Regions from separate parts of the Mus musculus genome. Here region 1 is linked to region 2. A link is a contact called in public Hi-C data. All regions are on one chromosome and are shown on one strand. Each heading gives the region's core, a stretch centred on a gene start, on an enhancer-like site or on the middle of the called end of the contact. The rest is flanking DNA. Distances are from core to core; before and after follow the strand shown. Region 1 holds the start of Aym1 (activator of yeast meiotic promoters 1). Region 2 holds the start of Tmem211 (transmembrane protein 211).

Region 1 (4,098 bases), core at 1,014-3,513, 130 kb before region 2:
CCTCAAGACATAAAGTAAAAAGTCAGACAAACGGCGCCACATGCTGCATGCGGTTCAAGGAGCCATGATGCTGATGTTCTGTTACTGTTTCATGATACAAAGGATGGCCCTGAAATATAGCTATCAAAACTATAAGCTTGTTCCGCTTGTAGGCTGCTACACCATGAAAAACTATTCAAAAGGGAAAGGCCCGAGTTCAGGCTCTGCGAGGGCGCCTCTGTGATGTCCTCAGAACCGGCTCCTTACCCTGATCTTTTAGCCCATCCTGTCCCACTGTGACACAAGACTGCAGAGTTTATTGGGGGGGGGGCGACACACATTTATTCTTACCTCTAGAGTCTGGGAAAGTCTGAGATCAAGGGATGAGGGCAACCGTTCTGGCCGGTATTGTCATCCCAGGGCGCCTCCAGGCAAGAGAGAGCAGGCTCAGTCTGCCTTCACGTCAGCCCACCTCTCCAGGGAGGAAGCCACACCCTCAACATCCATTCACAACAGCTACACGGTCAGAGAGAACTGACCCGAACGTGACCCCCCATGGCTCAGCCTCACTGCAATTTCCCGTTCCAACCCAGGCTCCTTGAGGAACACCACTCAGCCCACAGCTGTCGCCAAGGTGCAGCCAGCCCTGCAAGGGGGCTCCAGGGAGCCTCCCTGTGCGACAGCTCCAGTTTCAGACCAGCGTGAGGAGTCAGCAGGTAAGTCTTACACCCCTTCCCAGAGTTCCCAAACAGGGTCCCCATCCACGTCCTGCAGTAACTCAAGAGACGCCCGTGAGATGCTACCCACAACTAAGGGCAGCACGAGTGTGTGCCATGCGAGGCTCTCTACAGAGTACAACTCATGTTTATTAGTTGAAAAATTATACAGTAAATTCTGATCGTGGTTTCTGCTCCAGGCATCTCCTCCCAGATCCTCCCGCCTCTTCCAACACCAGACTTCCTTTCTCTTTCTTTTCATAAAACAATGCGGCAAATTTAAAAAAGAAAAAAAAAATTCAAATGAAAAGGAAAAAAAATTAAGACAAAATCAGAAAACATAATATACAAACAAGACTAGTAACACACCGAGGGACACAGGGGAGGAAGGCAAAGGGGAAAAAGAGAGGGGGTGTGGGGAGGGAGGGGGAGAGAGAGCACAAAACACAAATCTCAAACAAAAATATGAGACCAAAAAAACCCTGCCAAGGATGCCATCGAGTTCTTTTCCTGGTGGCCACATGCTGCTGGACACTGGACCTACCCTTAAATGTAGTTTATATACCCAGTGAGACGAAACTGGAGAAACTCCTTTCAGGCCCTTAAAAGACTGGAAGGGTATTTTTTGTTTGTTTGTTTGTTTTTTGGTTAGGAATTGGGGGAGTTCAGTTCCCCCAGTAGATGCTATGAACATATCTGCTTTGACCCTGTGCAGGCCCTGTGCACCAGTTGTTATTTCTGAGCGTGGAAGGTGGCATTTGGGTATCGGCCTCCGCATCATCCTGTTCTTGAAGCAGAGTTCACAGAACCATGGCAGCACACACACAGAGTCTAACTCTTAAACCTGAGAGGCCAGAGAGACCCCAGGCCCGGGGGCTGATTGCAGGATTCTCTTGTCTGGAAATGGAAACTTGAAGTACAAGTAAGAGGATTTACTGGAAATGACATTTAGGCATTTAGTGGCACAAGCAGGGCAGGGCACAGCCAATACACAGATGAGTCTCATTGGCTGTGTGCCAACCTTTTTTTTTTTTTTTTTTAGTTCCCTGACAGCTACAGGCTGGGGGGAGAGCAGGGATTGGGAGGGGGCATGTTTTAGGATGATGTGTGCTCCATTAACTCTTCGTGCTCCAGGAGGATGTGAAGTGGAAATTTGAAGCCCACTTCTTTCCCACCAGGGGCATCGGCTGAGAGCAGAGAGCAGCATTTACTTATTCCCTGAACTACCTGAGCACAGCAACAAGCTCAGTGGAGAATGACCCCGTGCAGTGCGCGTGCTCCTCTCTCTAAGAGATAATGGAACTAGAGCATCCTCAGAAAGTTCTGTGAGAGCACGGGGCTTCATTGCTAGACAGGGAGGGGTGTGTAGACTCACAAGGTTAGCATTTCCTTCTCAGCCCACCCTGGTCCACAGTTCAGTTGCCCTGGCATTTCTGAGTGGTGTCCTCTGTCTTGGTCTCAGTGCTCTGCCCCCCACCCCTGCAGTGGCTTCTCCGGGTGAGGGCAGGAGGACACCCAGGCACTGTTCCCAAAGCTTCTGCAGGACGCAGGAGCTGCTCAGCCAGCAGCTGCCCCTCTGCCGGGCACACAGCTCCGGGGGGGGGGGGGTTGCAGGGGGAGGGGGCGGTGCTGGCAGCTCTGGAGCTGGAGCAGGGAAGAGGGGACCAGTCCTGCTCTAGCTCAGAGCCCTTAGGGAGATTCCCTCCCATCCCACCCCCCACCCCAAGGCCCAGAGGGAAGATCTGCAGCCTTTGAGCACTCCAGTCCCTTATCCCACCCCTACCCTCTTCAGCCTCTCACTCCAGCAACCTGTGTGTGTGAGCTCACATGTGTTTCCTCCGGCATCTGTTACATGGGCCTGGGCAGCATTTTCTGAGCCCACTTCCAGCTTCTTTACTCACAGATTCCAAATATTTGTGCCAACCGTGGGCCACGCATGGCCAAGCCCAATGGCACGCAGGTGAAAGAGAAGGTAGAAGTTGCTTCTAAATTTACACCAAACTTCCAAACTACCTGCTTGTGTCCCGGGCACCCTTTGTCCTTATGGCCTGCCCAGGCTCTAGGGTATAAAAGACCTGTAAAAAGCGATAGCTGCCCCCAGCATCCTTACAGACCCCGCCCCCTGGCTTCCCTTAGCCGGCTGCAATCCCAGAGCTGCCCCTGCTCCAGCTTGCAGGACATCTCAAGGACCCAGTGACATTGCATGGGTGGTTGGTTAGTGTGTTTTCTAGATACCATTCCACGACCCAGCACCCTGGGTTCCTCTCTGCATCCCTGCTGAATTCTGCAGGCCTCCCCACTGGTGAGCCCGCCTCACAGCCCAGTTTGCTGTTTACTGACCTTATTATCTCTGGTAGAGGTGAGAGAGTTTGTAGGCTTGCGCCGCACACACCCGGACGTGTCCAAGACCCTTGCATAAAAAAGACTGCATTCAGAGCCCTGGGAGAATTCAGAAGGGTCCAGAGGGATGGCTGAGCATGCAGACACCGCTGCTAATGGAGAAGGAGCAGGAGTTCCAGTTCAACAGGGACACGGGACACGACTCGGCAGTCATGTGCTCACATCTATCACGTCTGCTAATGAGCTTTCCTGCCCAGGGCTGGGGCTCCATAATAGAGCTCTGAAGACAGCTCCAACCAGAGTTCCAGACCTCGGCTGTGAGCCCTGGCCCCCACTGTACCACCATCCAGAGTAAAAAACTCGACCCAAGGTTTCCCGCCACATCAGAGAAGGGAGGTGCCTCGACTCTCTTCCCCAGTGCCCTTTAGGAAGAGAGGCAGGACACCCTGTTGTTGGTTTCTCTGGTGTCGGACACCAGCAGACACCGTCGTATGCATCACACATGGGGGAAAAGTCTGGGGAGGAGAATGGGAGATTCCTATGCGCACACATGGATGAAGAGATTCTGTCCCACTGTACCTCCTGAGACTGGGTCTGAGAGTCACCACCCTAGACCCAGACATGCCAGGACCCACTGCCCCATGCTCTCCCCTCTCCCTGCCCAGGCTCTTGGGCTCCCTCTCCAATGCCATCATAAGCATAGCAGAGGAGCTTGGAGGGAGAGGGACGCCCCATTCTGGGGCCTTGTAAAGCTGCTGCATCCCATGTCTGGAAGCAAGCATGGCTGCCCTGCCCTCTCGTTCCCCCACACCCCCTTCCAGCCCATCTGCATACTCATGCTCCCACCCTAACTCTCTCAGCTCAAACTGCACCTAGTAAGGCCTGCATCATAGGACCCACACCAGCCTCACCTCCCTAGTGCGAGCGGTTCCTCCCCCCTCGAGTAAAAGAACTCGCCTCTCTCTGCTGGGAAAGACAAAGACACTTGGCATCTCAGGGGACCTCAGCCACAGTGCTTGTCCCAGTCTCCCTCCCATGTGGCAGTGGCACCTGACCCCCTTCT
Region 2 (4,083 bases), core at 1,126-3,625:
TCTGTCTGTCTGTCTCAGTTAGGGTTTTACTGCTGTGAACAGACACCATGACCAAGGCAAGTCTTATAAGGACAACATTTAATTGGGACTGGTTTACAGGTTCAGAGGTTCAGTCCATTATCATCAAGGTGGGAGCATAGCAGCATCTAGCAGGCATGGTGCAGGAGGAGCTGAGAGTTCTACATCTGAAGGCTGCTAGCAGAATACAGACTTCCAGGCAGCTAGGATGAGGGTCTTAAAGCCCACACCCACAGTGACACACCTCCTCCAACAGGACCACACCTACTCGAACAGCGCCACACCTCCTAATAGTGCTACTCCCTGGGTGAAGCATATCAAACCATCCCACTATCTAATTATCATCTAGATGTCTATGTATTACCTACCTGTCTATCCATCTACCTGTCTATTTATCAATGTATCTATCTCTATCACTGTCTGTCTGTCTATCATCTATCTATAAGCATCTATCTCTCTATCCCTTCCTCCCACCCACTCATGTGTGTAGCTATCCTATTATCTTTCCACCCCACACCATACTAATTAAGCATCTAGTACATGCTACGGTCTATCCTGGATGCTAGGTCGACCTCATTTTTTTTTTTAAATCACCATGTGGTTGCTGGGATTTGAACTCAGGACCTTTGGAAGAGCAACTGGCGCTCTTAACCACTGAGCGATCTCTCCAGCCCTCCTGGGTGCTAGGAACTGAACACGGGTCAGGACAGCCACAGCCTCTCTCCTGTGGATCCCACCCCTGCCTGAGGAAGAGAGATGTTGAGGAACTAAATCAATATATGAAGCAGATGTGAGGCAGTGTCATAGGAAACAATGGGATAGAGAGATAATCTGTGTGGAAGGGTCTTACAAAGCCTTGTGAGAAAGCCAAGTCTGACCTAAAGGTGGAGATGGGGGAGCTGTGTGTAGGTGTGGAAAGAGCACTACAGGCTGAGTGTGGCGCAGGTGCAAAGGCCCTGAGGCCAGCACATGCAGGGCACATCAGCAGAAGCAGAGAGGCCTCTCGGGTGGTTGGAATACAGAGTGATGGGGTGGTGGAGCCCCAGCATGGACAAACAGTGGTCAAGCTGTGCAGCAACCATGGAGGTGAAAGTCAACCTGACCAGATTTGCTGAAGGTATGAGAGGGAGTGTGTGTGTGTGTGTGTGTGTGTGTGTGTGTGTGTGTGTGTGAGATATCCCCAGGGCTTTTGGCCTGGAGTCTGGACCTGAGTGATAAGAGCTGGATCAGAGAAAGCAGTGGCTGAACAGGAGGCTGTGGCACTGAACCATGTGCATGGCAGATAGATGATCAATAGATGAGAGATAGATAGATAGATAGATAGATGAGAGATAGATAGATGAGAGATAGATAGATGAGAGATACATGAGAGATAGAGGGATGATAGATAGATAATTGATAGATGATAGATAAATTGATTGATAGATGATAGATAGGTAGATGGATGATAGATAGATTAATTGATAGATGATAGGTAGGTAGATAGATGATAGATAGGTAGATAGATGATAGATGGATGATAAATTAATTGATAGATGTTAGGTAGATAGATGATAGATAGATAAATAGATACATAGATGATAGATAAATTGATTGATAGATGATAGATGATCGATAGATGATAGATGATAAATACATAGATAGATAGATGATAGATAGATAGATGATATACAGACAGACAGACAGACAAATAGACAGATAGGGGATAGATACATAGAGACAGAGATGGCCAGGCTGCCCAGGCGAGACCTGAGGTCCTTCAACACATGGTCTCTTTCACTAGTATATGCCTCAACCAGGCCTGCTGGCTCTGTCACCTGGGACAAACAATACAATGGCTCAAAGCCTCTGTTTCCCCAACTACAAGATCCCTGGCCTACAACAGGGCTGCTTGACGTTTGGAGGGATGGGTTCCTTTGAACATATGATTTTTAAACTGTGGCTGTGTTCCACATTCAAGCTTCAAACCACACAGAGACACGAGCACACGACAGTGTGTGGTTCTAGGGCTCCCAGGGCCCCTAAGCAGTGCCTGAGGCCAGCCCGGCTCCTCCCCTGATATTCCCTCATCACTTTGGGTCAGGCTTCTTCAAGGTTACCTCTACAATGTGACCTCCCCTCATCCAGCTCTGGCTTAGAAGCTCTGGCCTGGAATGTAAATCTGTGAGCTTTAAAAAGGTGTCTTCCCCTTTAAAGGTCACATTCAGGTGGGTAAGCAGAGCAGGGTCACGTGAGGCGCTGGTCCGAGAAGAGTGTGTACTCACCCGTGCAAGGTTTCCTTCCTGAAATCAATAGCTATTCACTCTGGGCTGACGGATGGGCTGGACTGAGAGGGCAACTCCAGTCTCAAATAGGATGGGAGGAGGGGATGGTTTCCTGGGTAGGAGAAGGCACCGCTAGGGGTCCCAGAGCTACTATTAAATACTGGGGTCCAAACTGGGTATCCAAGCGTCCACCCCGAGTCTCACTGGCTTCATAGGAAGCCAGTGCTGCAGGATGCGCCAGCAGAGGGCGCGCTCACTCCACCTTCTTTCCGTGGGCTAATTCCCATGGCTTCTAGCTGAGGCTTGGCCAGCTTCACCGAGCATTTCCTGTAATTGTTCCCTTCCCTTCCCTTTCTCCAAGTCTGTCTTCCCTCGCTCCTGTTGGACTGGGATCACCTTCCCAAAGACGCCCGAACACGCCCAAGTTTGCCTGGGGCTCTGTTTGCCAGACCGAGCTTCCTGCTATGTGAATGAGTTCCAGCTCCCTCCTCTGCGGGTGAGGGCTGGAGAGACATCACCTCTTGAAGGGTTGTGGCCCTCGAAGCAGAATCCCCTGGATTGGTACCCCGCTAGTTTCACTAGTATCATCTCTACTGGGGAACTCGGGGTCTCCTTTGTGGATTATCTGTCGCCCGGTAAATTTAGAAGGAAACTCTTTAGAGGAGTTTGAGAGAAAGCAGGTCAGGTGGGCTGGAGGGAGTAGCTGCCTGTAGGAGGGGGGTGGAGAGTCAGAGCTGGTCAGTTACAGGTCAGGAAAGCAGGAACAGGAGCTGGGGATGCCTGGAGCATCCATTTACCTCCAGGAGCAGGCTTCCAGGTAGGAATCCAGACAGCGGGCAGGCTCATCCAGGAGGATCTGAGCCGCAGCATGCCTGGGTGCAGTTTGGGTTATATGAGCGTGCATCTCATTAAAGGCACAGTTATTTTTCCCATCTTCGCTTAATTGTATTCTGAGCACCGTCTCACTTAGCCCAGGCATACCTTGACTTCTCTTTGACGCCGCGGATAACCCACTGCCTCCACCCTACCATGCAGCCCTGCAGCATCCCAGATGGGATCGAACCCAGGGCTGGTAACCGCTGTCCAGTGAGCCACAGACCCCTACTCTCCGCCTCAACCCCCCTCCCCGCCCCCTGCGCGCCATCATCCAACGCGTCTTCGGGTTCTGTTTTCCTACTCAGGTGATTGGCAGAGCAAGTGAGACATCGCGAGAGGATAATGGTGTCCCTGCTGTCTCAGAACCATAATTTAGATTGCGTCTCTTCCCGGCTTGGAGGTATGATTCAGGTCCCTGTCCTTTTGCCCAAAACCCCTAAAAGAATAAATTTCAATTAATTAAAGAAGAAAAAAAAAATCCATCTTCCCCTGGGCCTCAGGAAAATCAAATCTTGAGGAGAGGCCCCGGGACACTCTCCCTTTTCTACGAAATCAGTGTGTTACCATGGAAACGGGAGGCGGAGTCCAAGGATGATTCTGAGAGGGAGGGTCTGTAATAAATAGCAAGACAAAGCAACTTAGTGGAGAAAGGCTTGTTCTGGCTTCACACTTTCCTAGGGACACAACCCATCACGGCGGGGCGGGGGGTGGGGGGAGTGTGGTGGCCAAGGAGTCGGAGTCCGGCTGGGGAAGCAAAGAGTGGACAGGAAGTAGAGCCAGGCCATGAAACCCCAAGGCCTTCCTTTCCCCCAGTGACTCACTTCCTCTCCTCTCCTTCCTAGAGCAGCGATTCTCAACTTTCCTAACTCTGCGACCCTTTAACACAGTTCCTCATGCTGTGCTGACCCCCCCACCCCACCCCGGC

The links. A called contact is a pair of places that touch in the nucleus more often than the background predicts.
Region 1: a contact with region 2 is called in a Hi-C map of the N1E-115 cell line, with 3 times the contacts expected there. The contact joins the promoter of Aym1 here to the promoter of Tmem211 in region 2. A contact is called at or near these places in 1 of 484 Hi-C or Micro-C datasets (the N1E-115 cell line) and 1 of 115 datasets of contacts at active chromatin or transcription factors (pancreatic cancer cells).

Annotation. Positions count from the first base shown.
Region 1 is chr5:113,355,459-113,359,556 of GRCm38.p6, reverse strand. It overlaps Aym1 (activator of yeast meiotic promoters 1), which reads right to left and starts at 2,263. Exons shown (of 1, transcript NM_001012726.2): 1 at 1,736-2,263. The coding sequence starts at 2,040. The coding sequence ends at 1,903. It also overlaps 1700016C19Rik.
Region 2 is chr5:113,225,201-113,229,283 of GRCm38.p6, reverse strand. Tmem211 (transmembrane protein 211) reads right to left here and starts at 2,375. Exons shown (of 5, transcript NM_001033428.2): 1 at 2,283-2,375.